3 separate regions of the Sus scrofa genome follow, and all the other regions are linked to region 1. The links are chromatin contacts, called in public promoter capture Hi-C maps. All regions are on one chromosome and are shown on one strand. Each heading gives the region's core, a stretch centred on a gene start, on an enhancer-like site or on the middle of the called end of the contact. The rest is flanking DNA. Distances are from core to core; before and after follow the strand shown. Region 1 overlaps CTTNBP2 (cortactin-binding protein 2). Region 2 overlaps CTTNBP2 (cortactin-binding protein 2). Region 3 overlaps CTTNBP2 (cortactin-binding protein 2).

The links. Promoter capture Hi-C pulls out the DNA fragments that hold promoters and counts their contacts.
Region 2: a promoter capture Hi-C map of liver shows a contact between it and region 1, with 2.5 times the contacts expected there. The contact joins two enhancer-like sites. A contact is called at or near these places in 1 of 5 promoter capture datasets (liver) and 1 of 47 Hi-C or Micro-C datasets (liver).
Region 3: a promoter capture Hi-C map of liver shows a contact between it and region 1, with 2.7 times the contacts expected there. The contact joins two enhancer-like sites. A contact is called at or near these places in 1 of 5 promoter capture datasets (liver) and 6 of 47 Hi-C or Micro-C datasets (fetal heart ventricle, heart right ventricle, liver and 1 more).

Annotation. Positions count from the first base shown.
Region 1 is chr18:28,420,104-28,424,572 of Sscrofa11.1, reverse strand. The region is part of intron 2 of CTTNBP2 (cortactin-binding protein 2); the gene reads right to left. Among named protein-coding and RNA genes, the nearest start is that of LSM8, 290 kb to the right of the region's middle. Within about 2 kb of position 2,107, at least 3 of the 83 cell types and tissues checked have an H3K27ac peak or open chromatin away from gene starts, as enhancers often do. A contact at or near this core is called in liver, where this site is marked.
Region 2 is chr18:28,332,871-28,337,339 of Sscrofa11.1, reverse strand. The region is part of intron 2 of CTTNBP2 (cortactin-binding protein 2); the gene reads right to left. Among named protein-coding and RNA genes, the nearest start is that of LSM8, 200 kb to the right of the region's middle. Within about 2 kb of position 2,454, at least 2 of the 83 cell types and tissues checked have an H3K27ac peak or open chromatin away from gene starts, as enhancers often do. A contact at or near this core is called in liver, where this site is marked.
Region 3 is chr18:28,484,606-28,489,074 of Sscrofa11.1, reverse strand. It overlaps CTTNBP2 (cortactin-binding protein 2), which reads right to left. Exons shown (of 24, transcript XR_002340261.1): 4 at 4,135-4,359. Among named protein-coding and RNA genes, the nearest start is that of CFTR, 330 kb to the left of the region's middle. Within about 2 kb of position 2,429, at least 24 of the 83 cell types and tissues checked have an H3K27ac peak or open chromatin away from gene starts, as enhancers often do. A contact at or near this core is called in liver, where this site is marked.

The DNA.
Region 1 (4,469 bases), core at 858-3,357:
GATCAAACCCGCAACCTCATGGTTCCTAGTCGGATACGTTAACCACTGAGCCACGACAGAACTCCTAAAGACACTTCTAACTCCTGGCCTTCAAAAATCAAAATATTATAAATTTTCTTTCTTTCTTTCTTTTTTGCTTTTTAGGGCCACTCTCGCAGCATATGGAGGTTTCCCAGGCTAGGGGTCCAGTCAGAGCTACAGCTGCCGGCCTACACCACAGCCAGCACAACACCAGATCCGAGCTGTGTCTACAACCTATATACACCACAGCTAACAGCAACGCCAGATCCTTAACCCACTGAGCAAGGCCAGGGATCAGACCCATAATTTCATGGTTCCTAGTCGGATCTGTTTCTGCTGCATCACAACAGGAACTTCCACAATATTTTCAAATGGTCATTCTCCAATACCTGCTGTTTCCATCCCCAATTTTGGCAAAATAGGGTAAAAGTATATGAAAGCATGTTATGAGTCTTAGGACTCTGGCTATTTTATGAAACATTTTGGCATTTTTTGAAAAATAAAGAAGGCCAGAAGCTAAAATCCCATTAAAAATATTTCATTGTTTCATATGACTTGTCATTTATCTGACCTGAGGAACTTATGGTACAAAAGTACTTAGAATAGAAAAATCAAGTATTAAAGTTTCTTAGTTTAAGATAAAAATAATTATTCTAATTGAATAATTTTTAAAAACCATTTGGAGTATGACTGACATAAAAAAATGCTGTACATATTTAATGTATGCAATTTGATGAGTTTGAAGATAAGTATATACCCATGCAACCTGCCCTACAATCTATGCTATAAAGAAACCCCAGCATCTACAAAAGTTTCCTCCCATTTTTTTTTTAAGTCTTTTGTCTTTTTAGGCATATGGAGGTTCCCAGCTAGGGGTCCAATCAGAGCTGCAGCTGCCAGCCTACACTAGAGCCACAGCAACACCAGATCCGAGCAGTGACTGCAATTTACACCACAGCTCACAGCAACGCTGGATCCTTAACCTACTGAACAAGGCCAGGGATCGAACCTGTAACCTCATGGTTCTTAGTCAGATTCATTTCCACTGCGCTACAATGGGAACTCCCCCCCATTCTCTTTGTTATTTTTTGTGATTAGTCTTGTAATATTTTTATAATTAACTGGATAACCTAATTTTCAAAATAAGATACAAGACAGGAGAGATCTAAATGCCACACTCACATAAAAAATTAGGGAGAGGAGTTCCCATTGTGGCGCAGTGGTTAATGAATCTGACTAGGAACCATGAGGTTGTGGGTTCGATCCCTGCCCTTGCTCAGTGGGTTAAGGATCCAATGTTGCCATGAGTTGTGGTGTAGGTGGCAGATGCAGCTCGGATCTGGCATTGCTATGGCTCTGGCGTGGGCTGGCAGCTACAGCTCCGATTAGACCCCTAGCCTGGGAACCTCCATATGCCACGGGAATGGCCCAAGAAATGGTAAAAAGACCAAAAAGAAAAAAAAAAATTAGGGAGAGTTCACTAAGTGGTCTAGTGGTTAGGCACTGGTGCTTTCACCACTGCAGCCCAGGCTCAATCCCTGCTCTGGGACCTGAGATCCCATGCCAAGTGGCTTCACATGGCTCCCCCAAAACAACTTAGGCTCTCCATAAAGGTACCCAAGAAAACATGACACCCATGTCCACCATCAACCCCCCCAAAAATAACCCCAGAGCAAACAGGTTCAAAGACTAGGCTTTATTATTAATGAAATTGTTTTCCTAATTAATAAAGAAAAAACCCAACTTAATGTTTTAGGGATGGCAAGACACCTCAGAAAAGAAAAAAAGCAAAGAAACCAGCCACTCCTCCGCCTGTCATGTTTGAAGTTTGCCAGGAAAAGCACTCTAGGAGAAGCACTTCTTAACACCTAGTTTTAAAAATCTGGCACAGGCAGCTTAAAGGAATCCAGAGTTTGGTCATCAGATAGAGAGAAGGCCTTTTTTGGGACAAATACACATGAAAGGAGACACAGCTTCAAACTCGTACCGTTCGACTCGGCAGTCTGCAACGGTTCTGAAGTATTTGGGGTTGGTATGGCCATGGCACTCCTCCAGATAGTCTCATACAGGCTCAGAGAGAGGGAGGGAGGGGAAGGGAGAAAGGACAAAATCGAGCCAGGCTCAACTGTCATCTTCAACTGCTGCATCTGAACATAGGCCAATACCAAGTTTCCACCACTACTGCTCCCCCCCAACTCTCCCTGAGAAAAAAATCTAAAATAGTTTGTGGGGAACTCAACAGTCTCAGTCGAAATAGGTCAGAAGACCCTCAACTATATCCTGTAGGAATTAATGCGATCTGCACATTATTGGTACCACCAAAGCCTTTAGAAGTTACTATGAGCCACAGTGGCAGAGGTGTCCCTCAGATCTTAGTCCAAACACATCAGCTATGGTGATAACCTCGTGGCCAGCCAAGGCAAACATGTTCTCTGGCTCTTCCCACAAACGCCAAGAACATCTCTTCCAGTTGCCAATCTAGTGGGTTGTGCCTGCATTTGATCAGTGCATTTATAAGGGCGGGAGGTGGGACATCGGAGAAAGCAGAGGGGCTGAAAGAACATTATTTCATCTCTTTGGGTCTCCGATTTCTCAGGACTAAAACAAGAATGTTGTATTAAGTATCTCTCCCAGCCCCCAAATGTCCTGATTTTACATATCATTAGGGTAACTGGATTACTCAACTGAGGAAATTTAGGTCATTCCCTGAAGCCTATGAGAAATATTTGAAGAAAATCACTTTTGCCTCTTGGCCCACAAGTTATGGAAATATGTTTTCCTCCTAGTTTAATGGTGGGTACTAATAACTATGAATACATTTAGAACTTCCTATGTGAGTGAGATGTCTGCTCTGAGAATGAATAAGAAATGGCTCAAAGAAGGGACAAGCAATGAAATCCACCTTGAGATTTCAAGGAGAAAAATCAAAATTTGAAATTTGAATTTAACACAAAAAAGTTAAATCCAACTTTCCAGGTACATAGAATACTTACAGTATTTAAAAAATGTGAATGCAGCCAATTAGAAGAATTTCTCCTGATGAAAAGCACATTTTTTCATGCTTTAAAACTCTAGTTATGTCCTCCTGATTTCTCGCTACAGGAAGGAAAGAGTGTTCCCTGCCAGGGCTGCACACCTATGACTTTGTTCTCGCTAATCCTCCTTTCTCCTCTAATTCATCTGCATCCCATTATCTTCAGGACATAGCTTAAGTCCTACTTCCGTGCATCTTTCCACACTCAGAAATCTCTCATTCTCTTAATTCAGCCTTAGAGTCTGTTCTATGCATTTATTTCCAAGTAATAATCATGTCCTGCCTTGCGTATTTCCTCATTCTATGAAACTTACTCACATTAACTCTCTACTTTCTCATCTCCACTGGATGTGTCAGGACAGTAAGAGTGTTACATCTTCACATGACTTTACCTAACACATATGCTACCCATTTTTGATAGCAAACTGTCTCTCTCAGCATAAAAACACAAAGCATGGCAACAATATGTATTACGAAGATACAACGTTATAGCCCAATCTAGGGGCAACTAAGTAACTGATCAATCATTTTCGAAAACACTTTACAGGAACCTAAAGTAAGACAACTTGGCCTGTGCCTTTAAAGCAACACACTGAGAACTTGGGCTCAGCATTCCATGAGCATGCACCGCACATCGACCGTAGGGTCTTTCATGCAAGACACAACTCAGTGTATTAGAAGAAGTAAAACCAGCAAGTAAACAGAATGTCAGAAAGGAAACCTGGTAATGGATGTAATTAATTTTAAGTACAAGAAAACTGGAGTGAAAAAACACAGAAGCGGCTCAGTCAGGGGCAGCAGCCTCTGCTAATTAAGCGCAGCTTCCTTCCTTTCCCTCCTTTCAGATCTCCCCTCAGCCTGCATTCTTACTTTGGGAAAACAAAAGGACTGCATCTCAGACAAAACAAATGTCCATTTCCATCATAACTCAGTTTTTCAATGTCACAACAACCCTACATGGGACATGCATCATTTTCACATGTGAGCTGGCACCCAGATCCAATAATTTTCCTTGAAGAAGCTTATACTACCTTGAAGACTATCACCTCAATTATCTGCAGGTGGTGAATGTCAGCATGCTGACTTTCAAGAGGCATGACGTGGGCAGCTACATGACTTAGTGACAAAGCCCTGCTGTAGAAGAACTCAGGCCTTTTGGCATCACTTTGTTGCCTTTTCGATGAAATACAAAAATGTCAAAACCCAATCATTTGCAAACAAGTGTCCATTCCACATAGTAACGATAACTTGGCTGTTCTGCATTTACCATAATAACCTTTAAATCCATCCTCAACCCATCTGGTTATTTATTAAAAATTTATTCCAAAAGCATTTTTTTTCTAAAATTGGAATTTCTATGTGGATGGCATCACATGGTGTAGAGTATTAATAATAAAATCTCATTTGCGCAAGT
Region 2 (4,469 bases), core at 1,205-3,704, 88 kb after region 1:
ACACAATTTCTTGATTTCTAACATAGTCAATTAATGAACGTAATTACAACTTCCACATTAATAAATGTACAATTGCACCATTTATTAAGCCCACTTTTTAAAGCTGCCACCATGCTATTTCCCATGGAGGAGAAGATGGCTAAGGAGGATAGGGTGTGACTTTACATACCTGTGAATCCAGACAATTAACTTGTAGGAAGTGAGGTCAAGGTATACAGTTCTATGCCTTGGTCTTTGCCCAGACCCAAGTTGCTTGTCCTCATAAGCCATCTCTTTAAGTACAATGTGCACTTCCAAAGCATACAAACTGCTGTTATTTCCAAGAGAACTAGCAATAGAAGTAAGCAAATGACCCCAAAAGCAAAATGCATGGGATTCAGCATAGAGCTTAAATACAAAATTTCTCTTGAAATGAGGCTTTATGTATTGACAGATAAGAATCAAGAATCAAGATAATAATCACCATTATTCATAATAGCTGATACACATTCTCTTGGAAATTTTAAAATTCATTTTTGGGCCAGACCTGAGGAAGAGAAATAGTGAACTCTTTATATGCAATTAAATATGTACTTTACCCACTCTTATTTGCAGTTAAATACGTACTTTACGCACTCTTGCTTTCAGGTCAGGAGATAAAACTGATAAAAAAATTTCCCCAACAATGCCTCATATATATAAAGTAGCCTTGTAGCAAACTTAGAATGCTAGTTCATGGGTGAGTTCATGGATTAAATCCAATTAATAGACTTTTCATATCAAACATAATATTTTTTTACCTTTTCTCATTCTGAACTATCAGAGAAATGGATGATTTGAAGAAGAGAATTTTGTCTGAGAGAATAAACTGTAGTGGGAAAAAAACTACAAAATTCAGTGAAGTTGACACAAAAAGTTTATATACTCCAGCTAGAAAATAAAATAAATACAGAGTCAATTATGAGGTGGTAGAAAGACAACTGGACCTGAAGTTATAAATATCTCAATTGTAGCTTTGCCACTCAGTTAGCTCTGAGGTTTTAGACAAGCTTTAATAGTACCCCAAGCCTTATTTTCCTCTACTTAGGTATGCAATAATCTGCAGCTCACAAGAACTCCTGTGAAATCTATACAGTGGAACAGTGTCATGTTTGCATTTACATTATACAAATAATGTGCATTTTCCCAAGAAATTAAGCTATGTGTGCTTTTCTGCAATTAATACTTTGAGAGATGAATTGCATATACTATTCCTGGTGTGTGTGTGTGTGTGTGTGTGTGTGTGTGTGTGTGTGTGTGTGTGTGTGTGTGTGTGTGTCTTCTTAGGGCCGCACCCATGGCATATGGACGTTCCCAGGCTAGGAGTCAAATCAGAGCTGCAGCTGCTGGGCTACACTACAGCCATAGCAGCGCCAGATCCGAGCTGCATCTGCAGCCTACACCACAGCTTGTGGCAATGCTGGATCCTTAACCTACTGAGCAAGGTCAGGGATCAAACCCACATACTAGTCAGGTTTTTAACCCACTGATCCATGATGGAACTCCGTGTATACTATTCTTTATTGTCTACTTTTACTAAAGCAGTTACCTTCATACATATGCATATTTTAAATGTAGAAAATCATGCATACCATTCTTTATGGTCTGGGGTTTTCCTGGGTAATTTTATCCATATGTGATTTTTACTTTATGAAATGACTTCAGGACATAACCCCCACATAAGATGTAACTCCTCTGCATATGAAAGTGTTTTGTAAACCATAGAGACCATACAGGTATAACATGTTATTAATACTATTTTTCATTGAGAAGGACAATTGAAATACAAAAAAAGGAAGGAAAACAAAAACCTTACATATTTCCTCATATTATTTTTCTTAACTGCTCTGTTTTATATTTAGATTACATATGATTGTAGTTTAGAATGTGTCTTTAATTCTCAAAAAATAGATTTGTTTTCACTTAAAGCTCTATGGACCTAAGAAAGAGTGGCTTAATTTTTACCCAATACTATGTGTTTAATAGTTATGCAAATTAGTTTTTATATAATAAACCGAGTTTATATCCATTGAACAACAATTTTTTTCATAACAGATGAATAACCAATCTGAGAATATTCACAGTTGTTCCATGGTTGCTGGAATTTCACTAATAATTTTAAAAATATTTGTTACCCAACCCAAATTATTACATAAATATCTGTTCTATAAAAATTTAAAGAGAATTTTTATTTATTTATTTATTTATTATTGTATTTCCCCCATAAAGAGAACTTTTAAGTTATAATCTACCAAATGTTAGAGTTGCAGAAACTTTAAAGATGACTTCCATTCTCTTTCACAATTTTGAAGCGGAAATTGTAAAAGGTTAAGTGATTTGTGTAAAGTCAAACACATGCCACGGAGAAGATGGAACTTGAGGCAGCAAAATCGAAAGCCAGTGAGATAGGTCAGCAGAGCAGGACAGCTGAAATACAAACAGCCCATGGAGTCTAGCCTTGCCAAAATCCTCAGAAACTTCACAAACACCAGAGCTCCTTGTGTGACTGTTCCTGGAAGGACTCCAGAATAAATACACAAGGCCACGAGAAAGCACAGGACGACGTGAACTCTACACTTCTACATTTTCAACAGTGTTTAGAAAAATGATGTACAATATATTAATAAGCATCAAATTTTGAATTGTATGGTAGCAAGCCATTCTCTTGGTTTTATTTCCACTTTCAGATGGCTGCACGATTTTATTTGACTTTTAAGTATATCTTCAAATATGATCACATGTAACTGCCACGTTTGAGGTACAGGCATTATCCTGAAGCATTTCTATGACATCACGACCTACCGGAACATGTACAAGTTCTAAGTGATATAGCACTGAGTGTGAATTGTGCCTCCAGCACTTGCTAATAAGAGACCCTCAATCAAGACACTCATTCTCTAAGACTCCATGTCCTCTCCTGTAAAATGAGGATAATATTGTACATAGATTTAAGGAGTAAGCAAAGTGTATAAAGTGCTTAGTATGACATAGGCATTCAATACATAGTAACTCTTTTTTTAAATTTTATTTATTTTTTAATTACTCAATGAATTTATTACATTTATAGTTGTACAATGATCATCCCAATCCAATTTTATAGGATTTCCATGCTAAAACCCCAGTGCATCTCTTTAGAATGACTCTACCATGGAAAAAAAGTCCTGTGCAAATAGAGTGATTTGCTTGTTTCATGATTTTCTCTGCCTTTCTAGCTATATTTTTTTTTTTGGCAGCACCTTTCAGATGACAAACTTCTCTTTTTGATTCCAGCTTTATTATGATTGGCAAATAAAAATTTTTTTAGGATTTTTATTTTTTTTCCATCATAGCTGGTTTACAGCGTTCTATTTTCTACTGTACAGCAAGGTGACCTAGTAACATACATATATATTTTTTCTCACATTATCATGCTCCATCATAAGTGACCAGATATAGTTCCCAGTGTTATACAGCAAGATCTCATTGCTTATCCATTCCAAAAGCAATAATTTGTATCTATTAACCCCAAATTCCCAGTCCAACCCACTCCCTCCTCCTTCCCCTTGGCAACCACAAGTCTATTCTCCAAGTCCATGATTTTCTTTTCTGTGGAAAGGTTCATTTGTGCCATATATTAGATTCCAGATATAAGTGACGTCATATGGCATTTGTCTTTTTCTTTCTGACTTGCTTCACTTAGTATGTGTCTCTAGTTCCATCATGTTGCTGCAAATGGCATTATTTTGTTCTTTTTTATGGCTGAGTATTATTCCATCATGTATATATACCACATCTTCTTGATCCATTCATCTGCCAATGGACGTTTAGGTTTTTTCAATGTCTTGGCTATTGTGAATAGTGTTGCAGTGAACATATGGGTGCATGTGTCTTTTCCAAGGAAAGTTTTGTCTGGATATATGCCCAGGAGTGGGATTGCTGGGTCATATGGTAGTTCTATATATAGTTTTCTGAGGTACCTCCATACTATTTTCCATAGTGCTTGTACCAATTTACATTCCTACCAACAACGCAGGAAGATTCCCTTTTCTCCACACCCTCTCCAGCATTTGTTATTTGTGGACTGGAAAATAGAAATTATATATATTTAGATTGTACAATGTGCTTTATTTTAAGGCATACAGCACAATGATTTAATATGCATATACATTGTGAAATGATTAACACAATCAAGCTAATGAATTTATCCATAACCTTACATGCCACAATTTTTAAACTTTTTTTTTTGTGTGTGTGATGTGAACACTTAAGATTTACTCTCAGCAAATTTCAGGTCTAGAATATAGTATTACTATTTACAATTTCTATGCTGTACATCAGGTCCTCAGAACTTATTCATCTGATAACTTGAAATTCATATACTTTGAGCAACATTTCCCTATTTTTCCCACCCGTGGCCTTGGTAACCACCTTTCTATTCTTTAGTTCAATGAGCTCAACTTTTCTAGATCCCA
Region 3 (4,469 bases), core at 1,180-3,679, 64 kb before region 1:
AGCAGATTGTGTGGAAAGAGCTTAGAAGAACGAACAGAGCTTCGCTGGTGGTGAGAAAGGGGGTGGTTGTTCCAAGAATAGCACCCAGACTGGGAGCCATCAATGAAGAGGCACCAAACAACTGTTTTTCCAGAATGAAAGGGAAAACTATGTAGGTGGGAGCAGAGCAGCAATGCAAAGGCAATTAGTTCCAACTCTTAAGTGGAGAAAAGAGAGGGAAGCAATTATAGCCATTTGTAAAAATGAGAAAGCAGAGTGAAGTCTGTCACAACCACAAAATCCCCTTATGATATTTCACTCGATTCCTTATTGCTCCCTATTATCTTTTAACACTCACTACACCCTTGTTCTCTTCTCCACATGGTCACCCCCACCTGTACCTGAACAATCCTGGTAATCCTAATAATGAGATACGGTAAGAGATCTTTTTGTTTCTTTATAGGGGCTAGAGCTAGACCAGTCAGCAGTCTGGGCGCTGCAGTTCTTATCTGCCCCTTCCTCTTCATCTAGAGTTTCAGGAGAGACATGAGTAGACACGGATGGAGCCAACTGTTCTCTCTAAATCTCTGCTCAGAGCGGCGGACCTCAGTCTCTAGCTCCCTGTGATTACTCACTCGGCAGTGCTTCTGGGGGGTCAAAATGCATTTTTAAATGCAATAATGAATTATACAAAACAGACTCTGAAATGAGCTAAAAATAGTTTTCACATACAAAACATCCTAAATTCTCTTCTTTAAGATGTTATTTTAGATATTATTCCACCATGTACTCTTTAAATGAAAGTCTAGAAAGCAATTTATATTTTGTTAAAACTGTTACATAATGAAGTAAAAAATATTGAATACAAATGGCAAAACAAAGTGCAATTATTTATAAGAAGAAGAAAAAGGCATAAGAAATAAATTCGACCACTATTTTGATTGTTCTTTTCTGGCCCATGTGTTATTTTTTTGGTCGTCTAGCACCTGAAACTCCTTCCAATGTTAATTCTTCACTGATGATGCTCTCCTACCGTAGTTAAATAGGTCCAATAGTTGCTTTCTGGGTCTTGTAGCAAAGAAGAGGGCATGGGGCCTAAGGCTGGCCAATCAACTATACCTCTCTAGGCTTCAACTAGGACATGAGTGATGCAAAGAAGTGGGGCTGGGGGAGGCACCACTCAAGACCCAGAGCAGTGATGGCAGTAATACTGACTGCTGTCAGCAAGCTTCAGTATCCAGTTCCCAGCAGAAGTAGCAGCCACTACAGACTAGATCTGGAGTGAGCATTTGTCAGTGATGCTGGCTGATAAGAGCTGGTCTCCTAGTTCTCCCAGCCAAGCTCTACCACGCTGTAGGCCAAGGAATAAAGGCTGTTTCTGCATAACGAACACTGGCTTTACCACCAAGCAACTACGAATTCTGCCTGTTACAGCTATGGTCATGTAAGTGACCTCATTATATTGGGCTGCTACCTAAGAGGAGCTCTTATCCAATACACAGAGCTACTTTTAGTTTTCCCGCCGGTTGGGAAAAAATCTGCTCCCTTCTGATTTCCTCGTTATTTTGGTTCCTTTCTTCTAAAGGCTCTGCTCAAATTAAAAGATCACTCCTACTTCAATGCTAGAAATTATTCTAAGTATGAATAAAATGAATGAAAATAAATTAGAATAGAAACTGTATTAACAGATGATGCACAAGATAAAAAAAACCCAAATAGTAACCACCCTAGGTTACTGGCTTTAAGTCGGGGGGGTGGGGTGGGGGGGGATATTACCAGAGGCAAAGTTCCCCGTGATGATTACTCATTAGCTTATTCAAAGTGGCTTGAGGCTCAGTCCATTTGCCAAATTGACTCCTGCCCAAATTTTCCTGGCACGAAAATTACCAAACAGTTAACCCTCCTATTAGTAGTCTCAGCAGGAACCAAGGCATGAATGAGCACGAAGCCTCTTCTCCCGCCTTGAGAGGCCAACCAGAGCAGCATTCAGGCCAAATGTCTTAGAATTACCACAGAGCTATGCCCGGTGTCAGATAATAAACACTTGAATTGTAGATAATGGGACCTTTGCTTTCCCTGACTTTTGCTCTGGGAGTGATTTAAAGACCTGAACCCATTTAAAATAATGGATTTTTGTGTCTTAATGCTTTTAGACTTCTAAAGCTGCAATTTATTCTACATGCAAGAGAACCAAAGATGTTTGGTTAATATATTTACTCTCAAGAGTAAAGATGACAGGTAATTTTGTTGCTCAAATGAGTTTGGTGTTTCTGGGCTTATCAGCTACTGTGATACTTTCTTTATAAAAATCTGTGATAAAGAGTACAAACCTTAACTCTTCTCACATGTTACAATCTACCGGAATAGAATATCCTCTAGGGACAAAGGGTAGCACTGCCTAGCAGAGAGACCCTTTGCTGAGACTGCACAGCCGGTGAATTTGGCCATAAAAGACTCCTCTATCTCTGTTATACGTGGGAGACAGATCACTGGCTCATTTCATATTAGCCTCTCAGGACCCATAGGACAGAAACAATTTCCTTTCACTTCCAGCCAGGTTGGAAATGATCCAGTCATTCAGAAACAAACAGGATGTAAGCTGATTAAAGAAAAAAAAAATCAACTAGATAATAAAATCTTTGATTCAACTCGAAATGAATTTCTTTTTATTTTCTTTTACAAGAGAAGTGATAGATAAAATGCAAAACTGAAGTAAAATTTAGGAAAGTATACATTTTTATATATTAAATGAAAACTACAATAAAAAACATTTTCTTGATTTTTGATAAAATCAGCATAAAACCAGCAGATGTACTTTATGATGAAATAGCTCATTTGACAAGTTAAGAACATAACTGAAATGAGTCTCATCCAAGAAATACAAGTCAGCTTTAGTGACATCAGCTGAAATACACTGGCTCTTGCTTATGTGGTTTGTGGGGATTTTTGAAAAGCTCCAGAGACCTTGGTGGTTCCCTGCAGGGCTTTGTAAAGGGTTTGCAGAGTCCAGAGTCAAACTGTGTGATTCGGTCTCACGTGCATGGAAGGCCCTCTATTCTTCTCTACTATTTTACCCAGTGCTTTAGTTTTCTACCATGTGACACAGTGAGCAAAATGTTTGCTTTTATTCAACACCCATACCAGAACACCGGCATCCATATGTTAATACAAGGATATAATTACAGGGGAAAAGCCCACGTGTCCAATGACGGTATCATCAATATTTATCTAGTGTAGTGCATTCAGGTTAATTGTTAACCAGGTATTAAATGTGAGCTATAACAAGTCTTCTGAAAAGGACAAATAGAAGCAGCATTTTAATTTATGCTTTAAAATGGTTGGAAGAACATATTACTTTTACTTTTAATCATACCAGACATCATTACCTTCTCTGGCTTCCTCACTCTCTTTTCCAATAAAGGCAGTAGGTAGTCTTGGCAGCATACTGGAAGGCCAAATTTTAAACTTCGACTTCCTCATGGCTGATGCCAGTAAGTTTTTATCACTTAGGACTGTTTGAAGTACATGTTCGTGTGCAATAAACACGTGTGCGTTGGTGGGGGAGGTGAGGAGGGGCGAGGAGGTTGGTTTATATGAAACACATGTGAGCAGGAGCCTGGAGGTCTGCAGCAGACACAGCCATCAGACCCTAGAAGTGAGACTGAGACTGACCAGGACTTCAAGATGACATGTTGTGAGATTGCATACACCATGCAAACTTTCATTCTATTCCCACACTATCTTCATTTTCCAAAAAGATAATTAAAAAATAATTTCTAAATGCAAAGAAATATTGAAGACAGAAGCTGAATAAAATTGGGGATGCCAATTTTGGTGGCATTACTGGATCAGGCATCTAGCAATGAAGCATGTCTTATGGCACTAGAAAAGGGAAGCCCCCCCAGCCCAAATCCTTATTTTAATGAAAGCATCACAGTAACCATTATATGGGACAAAATTTGTCATTCTTCTTTTATGATTTAGTGTTATTTTGAGCTACATTTGAGAAGGGCAACCAGAATTTTTAAATACTTTGCATTTCTAAGTCCTTATCCCAACTCTTCTTGAAAATATAATATTTAAGAACAAAACAAAATGATGATCTCTTCATTCTACACTGCATGACAACAAAGGACTGTTTGAAAGTCTCAATACCTTCTTTTGTCTGCTCTCAGCAGCAGCCAGCTGCGTGGACATCCTTTCTTGCATTTTTCTGCAGTGGGCCATCACTGCTTCAAGGATGGAGAGGGGGTTGGTACAAACTGGCTTCTTCTCTTTATCACCAGCACCTGCTTCATAGTCTCTCTGCAGTGCCAGGAATGGGTCATTCAAATTAAATCTCCCATACCGTTCCTGGATAAATACCTCCTTCCTGCGAGCCTAGAACAAAATCAGAGGAATGAATTCAAGAAAGAAATGAAAACATATAGAATGGTATTTATATGAAGGTTTTGTGTTTACTGTTCCAAATGGTATATGCAACTGTTGTA